Regions from separate parts of the Macaca mulatta genome. Here region 2 is linked to region 1. The links are chromatin contacts, called in public Hi-C maps. All regions are on one chromosome and are shown on one strand. The core of a region is the stretch at or near the end of the contact, and the rest is flanking DNA. Distances in the headings are between cores, read along the strand shown.

Evidence for each region. Hi-C and Micro-C count contacts between places; a contact is called where the count stands out from the background.
Region 2: a contact with region 1 is called in a Hi-C map of CD4 T cells, with 4 times the contacts expected there. The contact joins two enhancer-like sites. A contact is called at or near these places in 3 of 14 Hi-C or Micro-C datasets (CD4 T cells, cortical neurons and liver).

The regions. Positions count from the first base shown.
Region 1 is chr5:25,020,299-25,027,257 of T2T-MMU8v2.0, reverse strand. No RefSeq gene overlaps it. Among named protein-coding and RNA genes, the nearest start is that of SMIM20, 71 kb to the right of the region's middle. Within about 2 kb of position 2,062, at least 11 of the 40 cell types and tissues checked have an H3K27ac peak or open chromatin away from gene starts, as enhancers often do. A contact at or near this core is called in CD4 T cells, where this site is marked.
Region 2 is chr5:25,461,476-25,468,643 of T2T-MMU8v2.0, reverse strand. It overlaps RBPJ (recombination signal binding protein for immunoglobulin kappa J region), which reads right to left. Exons shown (of 12, transcript NM_001260693.1): 7 at 4,512-4,649; 8 at 4,248-4,360; 9 at 145-285. Among named protein-coding and RNA genes, the nearest start is that of CCKAR, 64 kb to the left of the region's middle. Within about 2 kb of position 1,298, at least 5 of the 40 cell types and tissues checked have an H3K27ac peak or open chromatin away from gene starts, as enhancers often do. A contact at or near this core is called in CD4 T cells, where this site is marked.

The DNA of each region.
Region 1 (6,959 bases), core at 813-3,312:
CTTCAGCACACCACCATTCTGCCTATGCCAAACTGCCAGTTTGTTCTCAATAAATCTCTGCCTTTCCTCTGCTCTTCCTTGTATCCCAGGGAACTACAATTGCCAGCTCTCGTGGCTCTGACTTGTGGGTTGGTTTAGGGAATGGGAAACTGGTAGAAGATTAGAGAGGGGGAGACGGGAGAGCCAGGGTGTTCCTCTGTGTCTGTTTCCTCTGGTAGCTCCTACAACCCTGCTTCTCTTCCTTGGCTCTGCCTTCTGCCAGATGGCCCCTCCTCCATTGTTTCAGATCCTGCCAGCGGTCCCTACATTGGAGTCCCAGTCATAAAGCACTAGCATCATCCTTCCTATTGCTCCTCCAGCCCTAGGTGGCTTCCTGAGGTTGATAATCTGTGGTTCATCTATTTATCTTCTCAGTTTGCCTATCAACTTGTGTAACCAATTCCCTATATTAAATTTCCTCTGTTTGAAAGACCTAGAGTGGTGTCTAATTTTCTTGCTAGATCCAGACTAATAACTCATTTGTGTGAATTAAAAATCTATGCTTGCTCTGGTGGAAGATGTACTGACCTGTGAATCAAGATGCCTGGGATGGAGGCAAGTGCTGTCCCAACCCAGTGTGAAACTTCAAGCTCTTTGTCTGTCCTTCTTAGACTTTGGATGTTTCTCTTTTTTATGAAAACTTTTTTTTTTTTTTAACTTTATAGAGATCGGGTCTTGCTATGTTTCCAGGGAGGAGTACAGAGGTATGATCATTGCTTACTGCAGCCCTGACCTCAGTCTCCCGAGTAGCTGGGACTACAGGTGCACGCCACCACACCTGGCTAATGTTTTGATTTGTTTTGTAGAGATGGGGTCTTGCTGTGTTCCCCAGGCTGGTCTCAAACTCTTGGTCTCAAGCAATCTTCCCGCCTCAGCCTCTCAAAATGCTGGGATTCCAGACATGAGCTACCATACCCAGCCTAGATTTTGGATTTCTAATTTGCAACGTTAATGTTGGATTAGGTGCTTTTTTTAAAAAGTGCATTCTTACTCAAACTTTTTGAATATGTGTGTTTGTGTTTGTGTCTGTGTGTGTGTGCAGGCATGCATGCATGTGTGCTCAAGATCACAGATTTTTTTCTATGGATAATATGAATTCAAAGATATGTATGAATCACATTAAAGCAGCTGCCTTTGGAGTACAGAACAGGGTCAAAAAAGAGTAAAAAGACAATCAGAAGCCAGGCGCAGTGGCTCACGCCTGTAATCCCAGCTAATTGGGAGGCCAAGACCAGGGAATCACCTGAGGTCAGGAGTTCAAGACCAGCCTGGCCTACATGGTGAAATCTCGTCTCAACTAAAAATACAAAAATCAGCCAGGCGTGGTGGCACAAGCCTGTAATCCCAGCTACTTGGAAGGCTGAGGCAGAAGAATCACTTTAACACAGAAGGCGGAGGACGCAGTGAGCTGAGATCACACCACTGCACTTCAGCCTGGGTGACAGAGTGAGACTCTGTCATCAGAAAGTCCCGGTACTGATCAAGAATGAAAACATGAAATAACCACAATATGAACCTGAGGTTCCATACACTTATTTCTTTATGTCCCTTTGTTCACAGAGACGCCCAAGTTTGGGTGATAATATCTGACTTCAGGCCCAGCATTCATATCACACGTAAGGATGCGCAAAGCTGGGAAGTGGGCAAGTGTCCCATCTGAGCCTCCCACAGAGCCCCTCAGTGCCTCTCCCTGTCCTGTGGTGATGACTTCCATCCCCGGATGTCCTCTGCTATGTGGTCCCTGGCTGCCCAGAGCTCCCAGACGAAGGGAGGTTCTATTACTAAGGTAGCAGAAAGCAGATATTAGGGGACAACAAGTAGTTTCTGCCAAAACAGAGTGCCATCTTTTGGGAAGCTCTCGGGTAGCTGACGGAGAGTAGGCTGTGCTGCTGAGGCTGACGCAGGGTAAAAAGGTCTCAGTGAGGAAACCAGCCCTTCGTCGCAAAAGCACCTGGAGAGCAATGCAACACAGCACACAGCGTGGTTCCTAACCTGTCGGCCAGCCCACGTGCTGCCGTCCAGAGCTAGAGGTGTCACCAATCACCTTCCACATTCACCCTCGGTGCTCCTAAAACAACGGGAAGCCTTTTCTGGGTGTGTGTGTGTGAGGGTGTGTGTGTGTGTGTGTGTGTGTGTGTGTGTGTGTGTGTGTGTGTGTGTGTGTGTGTGTGTGTGTGTGTTTTCCACAGCCACTTTACGGGCCAGCCTCGCCCTGAGAATGGGGAGGGAGAAGGCGGTTCAGCCAGGGCAAGCTGCTTGCGCCATCTAGCGCTCCGATGGAGAACTGGCTCCCGCGCATTCTCTGAACTGAGATTTCCGACGCCTGCTCCGAGCTCTCCAACCTCCATCTGCTTTTTTCAGAACCTTCATAGCTTGCCAATTTGCAAATATTGGGAAATCACTTTGCCTTGCGATCTTCAAGGAGTAAATCTACTGAGCCCATTGCCAGTAGAACCCGCAGAGGCTGCCAGGCAATTACCTAACCCCCAAGAGGCCCCTGGCAAATTGGACATTCTGGGCATTTAAAACCTGCCATTCTCATGCACAGAATTGTAGGAAACATGGGCTCCAAATTTTATCATCAGAATCTCTCAGGGGCGACTGTTGCCTTTCCTAAGAAAACAGTCTCTCTCCTGAGGTGTGAAGGCATCTGCTTTCCAGAGTCCCCCACTGCCACTCTCTCTAAATAACAATTTGTAAACCAGTTGTTGGTTCACATTTAAAATTGCGAGCCATGTTTTCTTTTCCCCCTATAGGAGAGAAGAAGCTGGTTGTTTCAGGATTCATTAAGCCCTAATTTCTTCACCAGCATTCTGAGCGTAAATGGCTTGGCTGTTCCATTCCATGTTTAAGACGTACTGAAATAGGCCCTATCCTGAGACATTAACTTTCAGCAGTAACTGCTAGAAAAGGACCTTGATTTATTTGTAACCAGCTGATGTTATCATTGACAGGAAAGACTAATAACATGAGAAATAAACTTGAGCACTGAATTAGGGGGCAAAATTTGGGAGCCCACCTTAGTTATGTTTTGTTCTGAAATAACCAAGAACAAAGACAGGAGGCAAGCACAGGATGGACATGAATGAATTCCTAATTATTGAAACAATTTATTTGACACTCTGCTACCCGGGAGAGAAGTAGAGTGCTTTTTGTCTTTCCCCTCAAAGACTTTATTGCTATTTTGATCAGAATTGTCAAGAACATGTTTCCCTAATAACGCAGCCAGTGATTTCATTTCGCCTTAGGGCCACGGTCACCCATCAGCTTGTAGGACTCCCTGTCCCTCTCTGTTATGAGTGCAGGGAGACGACAGAGGAAAGGAGGGTATAGGTTGGACGGGAAGCGGAAGAGACTTTTCTCTCCCCTTTTTCCAAGCATCAAAAGTGCATCAGTGGCAAGGAGGAATTGCCTTTTAGTTTAGTTGGATTTTGACAGGCCCCTTTTATTTTCCCGTCAGCTCCTCAATTCAGGCAATTTCACGGCTTCTTTTCTGCTGCTGAGATATGTTTGTGGCAGCAGGGTTGTTAGCTGCAGCCTCAGGCTGAGGAGCCAAATTGCTAAGCAGCCTTGCTTTGACTGCAGCCCAGACCCGCTCAGAAGGCTTTGCTAGCAACCCAGGGACAGTCCAGACCTAACAGGGCCATCAGGCCAGCCCGAAGGGCGACAGTGTGTCCTGGTTCATTATTCAGCCCAGTTAGATGGCTGAGAGCTGTCTGTATATTTACTTTCAATGAACCGAAATATCATAAAATAGACCTCATTCATTCATTTAACAAGTAAGCATTTATTGAGAGCCATGCTAAAGCTCTGCTGAATGTAATTAGCCGATTAAGCCAAACTGCGCTAAAGAGAGTTCCAGGCAGAGGGAGCAGCAAGTCCAATGTCTAGGTCATAGGTTTGGCCTGTTTGAGGAAAAGCAGGAAGATAGGAATAGCTGGAGGGCAGACACTGAGGGGCAGAGTGGCGGGGAGATGAGAGCAAAGATGGGAGCCTGGGCTGGGAGGCCACACCGTGTACAGCCTTCTAGGCCACAGTAGGGACTTTGGGTTTTGGACTATGTATGATGGGAAGCCACTATGGAGTTTGAAGACCATGTTGTTTCCAGCCCCAAAGGGGCTTTAAAATGCCATGGCCTCTAGGATGAAACACTTCCTCAGCATGGCACCCAGCCAGCCAGCTTCTCCTCTGCGCTCTCCTCCTGCCTCACCACCCCACTCTCATCTCCACATATACCCACCATAGCTCTGTCTTGTGTTCCAAAGGCAACATCCCTTTATCTGCCTGGGAAACACCTACCTACCCTTCAAGACCCTGCATATCCACCACTGCCTTTATCAAGCCAACCTTGACTGTCTTACGCTGTGAATCCCCCTATTCTTTGCCTCGGAGCCTCTTGGACACAATCCTATTATATAGGGTCCCTGTCATTTCTAAGGGTCTCCCTGCCTTCCAAGACTGGAGGCCCTAGATGGGGGAATCCCGTGTGGGGCTGGGGCAGAGTCAGCAAAATAAGTGTGTTAAATTCTCCTTGGGTGGATGAGCAAATGAACAAGTGAAGGGGTAGCTGAGGAGAGCTAACCCATGAACTCCCTACCAGCCACCCACTCCACAGTGTGAAGAACGGATGACGGGTTGGTTGGGAGGTGGGCTGCCTCAGTTCAAATTCAGCCTGCAGCAAGTATTTCCCAGGTGACTTCTGGCAAATTTCTGTGCATTCACTTCTTTATATATAAAATAGAAAGGGTCATAATGCCATGCTCTGCCCACAGGTTGCTGAGAGGATTAAATAAATCAGTACATAAAAGCACTTAGGGCCAGGCACAGTGGCTTATGCCTGCAATCTCAGCACTTTGGGAGGCCAAGGCGGGCAGATCACTTGAGGCCAGGAGTTCAAGACCAGCCTGGCCAAGATGGTGAAACCCCATCTCTACTAAAAATACAAAAATTAGCCAGGTGTGGTGGCAGGCACCTGTAATCCCAGCTACTCGGGAGGCTGAGGCAGGAGAATCACTTGAACCCAGCAGGCAGAAGTTGTGGTGAGCCGAGATTGTACCATTGCATTCCAGCCTGGGCAACAGAGCAAGCCTCTGTCAAAAACAAAAACAAAAACAAAGAAACCAGCACTTAGAATAGGGCCTAGCACAGTAGTCACTTGGTAAGTGTGAGTCTTATTAAGGCTGTTTTGTTGTTGCAAGGGAAGGGAGCTGAGGGATGCAGAGAGGGGAATTCAGGGGAGAGTGAGAATCTTTGTGGGGGGTGGCGAGCTTGCCGCTTTCTTCTCCAGCTTTGTCTGGGGTTGTTCTGAACCACAGGTGCCCTGCCTATAAGGCGTGTGTCAGAGGCTCTTAGAGGGAACCATTTTTTCATTAATCTCCCAGTAATGTCATGGGAAAGTCAAATTGCTTCTTATTCTCAAACCCTTTCCCTTCCTGGAAGCTTTTGCCGCTCCCTTTTCGATGGAAGGAGGTCGGGCTGGGGTTGGGCTGGGAGCCAGAACACTTGGTTTGGAGTTCTTGCTCTGCCATCTGTCCCATCAATGTCCTTGGGCAAGAGGTGTGACCTCTGAGAATCGAAGTCCTCAGCTGGTCTGAGATCTTCCTCTGTAGGCTGCCGTGGGGTCCAGGCAGCGCTTCTGTGCTCAGGCTATGGAGTCAGGCTTTCTTTTTTTTTTTTTTTTTTGAGACAGAGTCTTGCTCTGTTGCCCAGGCTGGAGGTCAGTGGTGCCCTCTCCCCGCCTCCCGGGTTCAAGCGACTCTTGTGCCTCAGCCTCCTGAGTAGCTGGAATTAAGGGACACACCACCACACCCGGTTAATTTTTGTATTTTTAGTAGAGACGGGGTTTCACCATGTTGGCCAGGCTGGTCTTGAACTCCTGGCCTCAAGTGATCTGCCCGCCTTGGCCTTGGAGTCAGGCTATTCTGGCTCAAATCCTGACTCTACCCTTTGTCAGCTGTGGACTTAGGTAAGGTATCCAGTCTCTCTGTGCCTCAGTTTCCTCAGCTGAAATGGGGCAATAACAGCTACCACCCTGTTACGGGCTGAATTCTATCTCCTGCCCCTACTCCCAATTCATATGTTGAAGTCCTAACTCCTGGTACATCACGGTGTGACTGTATTTAAAGAGGGGAAGTTAAAAGAGGTCATTAGGGTGGGCCCTAATCCAGTATGACTGTTGTCTTTATAAGAAGAGGACATTAGGACGCTGATAGATTGGGAAGACCATGTGAGGGTGCAGGGAGAAGAGGGTCATCTACACGCCAAGGAGAGAGGCCTCAGGAGAAACCCACCCTGTTGACACCTTCAGGTTGGACTTCTAGAACTGTGAGAAAATAAATTTCTTTTGTGGAAGCCAGCCAGGCTGTGGTCCTTTGTGATAGCAACCTCAGTGGACCACACACCCCACTAGGCGGTTATGAGTGTTAAATGAGAAGATGCAAGTGAGGTGCTTGGAATAGGCCAGGTATACAGCAAGTGCCTAACACGTAGCAGCCTCTTATCACAAGTGAGAGCCTGATTCTTGCAGGGATCAGCGGAGACATGCTGCTCTTAGTTCTATTCAGACCCAATGACACATTCAATATTTACTGCAGGCCGGGTATGATGGCTCATGCCTGTAATCCTAGCACTTTGGGAGGTCAAGGGCAGGTGGATCACCTGAGATCAGGAGTTTGAGACCCAGCCTGGCCAACATGGCAAAACCCTGTCTCTACTAAAAATACAAAATTAGCCGAGCGTGGTGGTGTGTGCCTGTAATCCCAGCTAATCAGGAGGCTGAGGCAGGAGGATCGCTTGAACCTGTGAGGCGGAGGCTGCAGTGAGCTGAGATTGTGCCATTGCACTCTGGCCTGGGAGACAGAGAGAGCGAAACTCCGTCTCAAAAAAAAAAAAAAAATTACTATATGTCCATTGTGCACCAG
Region 2 (7,168 bases), core at 49-2,548, 440 kb before region 1:
GGATGCTCATACCTGAGATCCCTATCTGTGTATAGCTTCATGCATTTGTATATAATTAACAGCAAATGAAAATTTCATATTTTTGCAAGATGATAACCTCACAGTTTGTATATTTTAGATTTCACCAGTAATTTAAAAACATACCTGAAATTGAATTATTCTTTCTTGAGAAAGGCACAAGTACATTCTTTCTGTATCCTTAAGGTAAAACGCACATTTATGGAGTTGTGACACAGGATCATCTGCATCCAATAATGCGGTCTGCTTATCAACTTTCCTAATTATCTATATTTGACAATTAAGAAATAAAAGGTCATCAATACATGGAAAGGATTTTCCTTGTGTACATCAAAAGTACATAGAAGTTATATACTGTATAATAATACATCAGTTATTTGTCATATGCCTACTATATAAAAACATTCACAAACAAAAAGACTAGGAATGAAAAACACTTTTAGATTGCAAGCAGGTCAGAATATAGAAATTGTTACCCTCTTCCCTGAACATCTAAAAAAAAAAAAAATCAGGCAGGCAGGCACTTGTTTTCTAGGTCAGTACTTTTCAAACATTAATGCGCACTGAAATGAGCTGGGGTTCTTGTGAAAAACACAGGTTCTGATCTAGCAGGACCCTTGTGGGGCCTGATATTCTGCATTTCTAACAAAATCCCAGGCGATGTTAATACTGCTGGCCTACAGACCATATTTTGAATAGCAAGTTCTGATGATATTTTCCAATAATATGCATAAAATGACAAATATTCCAACATCAAACGGAAAAATCTCTAGAAGGCTACTGTCAGTGCAAACATCTTATATCCATTATCCAAAACTTACGTATTTAAAAACATAACAAAATTAAACTCATTTTATAGATTACAAAATGGGCTTAGAAAGGTCAGATAAATTGCTAAAAATTACCAGTTTAGTAGCTGAAGGACCAGAATATGTCCTGATCCCAGGGCTGGCTGCCTGTCCAAATGATCTCTAAATCTTATAATCCAACTAGTCCACAAAACACATGAATATCTGAAAGATAATACTATCAAACCCTATATGACACTTGACACCTAGAATTAATGGCTAAGGAGATGATGATGATGAAGAGCAAGATTGGACACGGAACTTTTACTCTTAGTTTCCTTCTCTATCCATCACTTCCAACAACATACAAACATAACTATCGCTCACCTCAGAACCAAAAGTAAAGAAAGCCCTGACTACATGCCTGCCCTCCCTCTCACTACCTGTTCCTCCGGAAATGCCTCTTCCTGTCTCATCTCCTACAGCCTCTCCCCTTTTATCTCAAAGACTCCACTACAACTGCTTTTCAAAGCCACCAAGGATTTCCAGACAGATGTATCTCATGACACTTTTCTGTCCACATTTTAGTTCATTTTCTCAGAAGCTCTCAACACATTTTGCCTTCAGAACCACACCTGCTCCAACTGACCTTTAGAGTGCCCAGAGGCGAGTTCTCAGCCCTCTTTTCCGCTCTTTATAATCTATACTGTTTAAAATTTAAAGGTTGACAACTCCTAAATTAATTATCTCCAGACTTATCTTCTCTCCTGCATTCAACTTGTATGTACACTTAACTACCTATTCAACATTTCCACTTATGATGTCTAACAGGCATCTCAAGCTTACCATATCAAAAACAGATTTTTTGATTTCCTCCTAAACTTGATCCTTCCCCAACTCATCTAGATCAATAAATGGCACCAACATTCACTCAATCCAAAAACCTTGAGTTATCCTTAATGCTTTGCTTTCTCTCATATCCAACCATCCAATCTCCCAGCAAATTCCGTCAGGTCCACTTTCAAACAAATCTGTCACCCCTCAACACCTTACTACTATGATCCTGGGTCTAAGATACTATCAACTCCTGCCTCAATTACGACCACAATCCAAGCACCTGTCTCTCTGCTTCCACGGCCACATCACTATGCTCTCTTCTTCATCCAGCAGCCAGACGTATGCTTCTAAACAAAAATGGGCCGTTATGTTTAAAACCCTCCAGTGGCCTTCTAACATAGAGAGATAATATGAAGTCCTAACCCTAGATACAGAGAGGGATCCTACAAGATCTTGCCTAGTACTAATCTTACAGCTTCGGTTCTTGCCACTTGACCTCTCCTCCCTCCACTCCAGCTCCATTGGTTTCTTTACTAGTCATCACACATCCCCTGCCTTCAGTTCTGTACTTGTTCTGTTTGCCTGAAATGCTCCTCCCTCAGTTGGCAGTTCTTTGACTTCATTCTGGTCTCTTCAAATACTGCGCCTTCAAAAAGACTTCCCTGACCTCTCTAAGCGCTCTTCCAATTCTCTATCCTTTTATTATCTTGTTTTGTCTTCTCATCACTACATAAATCCTTTACATGGATATCTGGCTTATCACCCTACCAAAATGTAAACTCCATGAGGAGAGGCACTCGACTTTGCATGTCAGAATTCCTCAGTCATGAAACCCCTAGAAAGATTTATTTATCAGCATCTTAATAATGGTACTGCAACTTTTTCTAGTAAGTTAATGTTTTATTGCAACATTTTAATATAAAGCCATACAGTTTTGAGTGTAAAAACTTCAATTAATGACGACTTTCAAGTAAGGCAGACTACTGGTACTTTACAAACAACTATAAATGAAAACACTGTTTTAAATTTGGGCCTGTCTTCTAAGTGGTTTGTATTATAAATTATTGGGGATCAGAATCATCCTCCTAAATTGTGCTTCTGCAGTACAAGCATTTAACACTAAAGCAAACAAACATCATCCTTGGAACAGAGAAAATGAATGAGAAGAGAAAAAAATGAATAAATGCTGATTCAGATCTTGTGCTTGCTTCTGTCTCCTGCTCTGTTTTTCATGCCCTTCATTCCCTAATGTTACCCTTTTTATTACAATTTGTCTCAACTGCAAAGCTTTACAGATTACTATTACTATACTTCATGTCTTTAGCTTATTGCATTGACATGGGAAATAAAATCACCTTGTACAATCATGACAGAGGGCAAAAAAAAACAGTAACACAGAAATGAATCACTGGCTTAGAAAATTGTAGATCAACCCGGCCTCTGCTGAAATGGCCCCAGAAAATAAAAGCCAGTGGAATATTGCACCAAAAAGATAAATAGAAGGCATGTTTAGGAACATTAATACTAAATGTTCTTCTACTCACCCAACCTCTTCAGTTTGACCTTGAATGAAACTTACTCATAAATCCCCTTCATCTTGAATATAAATAAATTGTATTGTTTCAGAAAAGGAGAGGGAAAATTGGGAGGGGGTGGCACTATAGAGCACTTTTGTTTTCATTTAACTAACAAAAGCAGTTTTTACAGTTTAAGATCTCCTTTTTAGTGGTTGTTGAGATAGGATCTCACTCTGTTGCCCAGGAAGTCCAGTGGTACGATCACTGCTCACTGTAGCCAGGACCTCCCAAGCTCAAGTGATCCTCCCACTTCCGCTTGAGACTACAGGTGTGCACCACCACGCCTGGCTAAATTTTTTTTTTGGGTGGGGGGGGGCGGCGCGGGGTAAAGACAAGGTCTGACCATGTTGCCAGGGCTAGTCTCGAACTCCTGAGCTCAAGTGATGCCAGGGCTACTCACCTCTCCTTCTCCTGCCTTCACCTGTTGAAGTGCTGGGATTGCAGGTATGAGCCACCATGCGTGGCTGAGTTTCAATGTCTTCTATTGAACAAAAGCCCTAAATCCTATGCTCCTCTCCCAAAGTTAGAAACACCAATTTTATTTAAGTTTTAATAAATCTATCTTCTTGTGAGACAGTAAGCTAACAAAAATTATGCTTATATTTTAAAAGAAATATGAATTTCTTCTTTATGAAAACTTGGTCCTACATTGGGATATGGCAGGTACCACAAAAAAATGAATACATTATCTGAATTAGTAAAGAAAACAAATGTAATTTATAGTGCCCTCTACTGAACATCTTCAGATAAACAGCTAAAAAGGAAATTGCCACCAAAATATATTGGAAATCATTTAAGAAAAAATCATTAAGAATGTACTTGTAAAAACTGGCTAATTACCTTAAAGCATTTCTGAAATAAGGTACAGTATAACTGTCAATTATAAACAGCTCTGATTACTAACACATCTTTTAAAATTAAAAAGCATAAAATTGAGGTGTGTTTTTCCATTTGAATGTTGTGACTTTCCTGTTTAAAGAATTAATTTTTACTTCACATTATCACTAAAGCAAAAGTAGAGCCATACCAATCTTGGTAGTGCCATGCCAGTAACTGAGCACACAAGTTTGACTGTTTGTCCATAATGGATGTAGCCATCTCGGACTGTGAATTCTTCTCCTTCTGATTCATCATCATCCACTACAGTAGGTGGAAAAAGAAATCAAATTGTTACCTTTTTGAATTCATTTTATGATTAGGCAAATGACAAAACTTAATATATCCATATATCGCATCAAAAGAATTTAACGATTTCACACTAAAAACATTCATTGCACATTTTTATACTCACAGAGATGAATAAAAAATGCTCCCCACTGCTGTGAACTGGCATGAAAATTACCTCCTTCTACATGCAAGTATCTGGTACTAACTGTCTGGGATCGTAGTCGATTAAACAGAGCCACCTTTGTTCCTGAGGCAATGCATACTGCAAAGAAAAAAGAGCTCTTATTTATGTGATTGGAGCAAAAGGTGGGGAGGGAGCAAAAGAGGAAATTCTGCTTGGCAGTGTATAATTATTCTTTCTTATCATTTAACAGTTTGACAAATATTTTCACTTTCCAAGACAGTATAGATGACACCAAAAAAAGAAGTCAAGGTAACTGTTACTAATAATGTCAAGCTAATGATATCAAATGTCCATAAAAATAATTTTACAGTGAAAGCTACACAGTATGTTTAATGTGGTGCTGATTATTACAGAAAAACTTACTTTTAAAATAATGAATGTTAGACCGTAGAAATTTAAATGATGATCTATTTAAAGGATGTGTATCTAAATATACTGGTAAGAAAATATTTTCCTGGAATATCACTGAATGGAAAAGCAGACTATAAAATACTCTGTACGCTGTGGTTCCACTAGGCAAATGTATACATTTTTAATATGAGTTTTCATCCAATTACACAGAATACATGCATAGAAAAGGGACTAGAAGGATGTTTATCAGAGTTGATGGTAAATGCCTCTGCATACTGTGATTTTAGAAAATTCTACTTTCTTCTAAATACCTTAAAGTACCATATGAAATTTCTTGAAAATAAATCTATGTAAGCAGAAAAATATTCTGAAAGTGAAATATGTTCTCTGTCATCAAGAAACTAATATTCAGTACAAACACAAAGTTAAAGCAGTTATATAAAACCATGTAATTTGAAATGCAAATAGCCTGAATACAAACATAATATACCTCCTAGTACAGGAGTAGGTCTTGCTTTCCAGCAAGAAAACAAGAAACAAAGGACAACAAACTTAAATCTGATCACGATTCTAGACTAAAGATTCTCTCCTTGACCAAACTTTTAAGCAGGCTGCTCCGAGCATTCAACTAGTATTTGTCCTTGAGCCCTGTCATCAGTCTGCTTAGCTCAGCTGTAGCAAGAATCCTCCTAAATTATCCCCCACTCTGGATCTATGATCATCTTGGCCTGCCTTTAGCACAAATCCTAAGTCAGGTCAGAAAGAAACCTTCTACCTTTGATGTCTCCTTTTAGTAAGTTTCCATCCATTGACCCTCTCACTCTGCTTCATCCCCACTTGTCTTTGTTGTATTCTGAAATGGAATTTGGTTATATTTTCCCCTGTTGCAATAGTACTGAATGAAATCTGTCTTTCCAACTAGTGCCCACGCTCTATTTCTTTTTGACTCTGCCAATTTACAGAAAATACATTAAACTACACCAAATAAATGAAATTAGCAAAATCCAGTATATGGAAATCTCTAGTGGCCAAATGTCTCAACTTACTTAAATAAATTGCAAGAGTTGGTGTGTGTGTGGCGCGGGGGTTGGGGGGGTGGGGGGGTGTTCATAGATTATACTCAAGGACATGTCACAGTATAAACTGTACTATGTGGCAGATTTGAATTTTGATTCAAGCACTCTGATTTTTAAAATAACACTTTAGACCATTTTACATTTGAACATTGATTGGATATCCATCAAACTAAAATAGGGGCAGAAGAAAGTGGGCCTGGAGTACAGGTATAGATGAAGATAAGGTTGGTTGAATTTAAGATCACTGTTGAAGTTAGAGAATGAACATAAGAGGTTTCATTTTATGATGCAACTCTGTCTACTTGAGTGTGTTTGAAATTTTTCCATAATAAAAACTAAGTGATATTAGTGTACTGAGTGGACTAAAATATAACCAATACAAAAAAAAAAAAAAAAAAAAAAACCCATGAGCTCATAATAAAACAAAATGAAAAGAAAGCAAACAAAACAAAAACTCTAAAACCCCACTGGTCTCTTTCAAGGAATGTTATCATTGTTCTGCAAATGAGTAAACAAGCAACTAATCCTACCTTTTCATTACATACTACAATTGAAGCAAATAGCTGATATGGCAAAGTTCCTCTTTGTAGAAAAAACTCCAGCTAACAAATACAGAAGTTATGAATTTAAAAAATTAGAATATTACCTCTTTGCAGCATTTAATGAAATGGATTTAAACATCATCAATGGCTATTAAAACCATTAGGTTAAAGTTTGTTGAGGAACTTTATGGGTAGAATAGACTAACGACAGCTGAACTACTATAATCAATCCTAACATGAAAAAAAAAGTGGATAATCAAATATTATGACTTCCAAAGGAAATGAATGTATATTTTACCAACTAGTTCTGAAAGTCTTTATGTCTAACCACCAGTTCATGGAAAATGAGAGAGACAGAGAAACATGTAATCAGCCAAACCCAGAATATGGAATTCCACAACAGAAAAATGATCCAGTTTCTTCAACAAATAAATGACACAGAAGGAAAACAAAGGTGTGACAGGGTGAGAAGAAACTATTACAGACTGAAATGTGTAGACCTTGTCTGAACCCGTGTTTGAACAAACCACTGTAAAACAAAACAAAGCAAAAAAACTATAAAAAGACATTCTGGGTCAATCTGATAAATCTGTACATGAAATAGGATATTAGATGACACTGAAGAGCT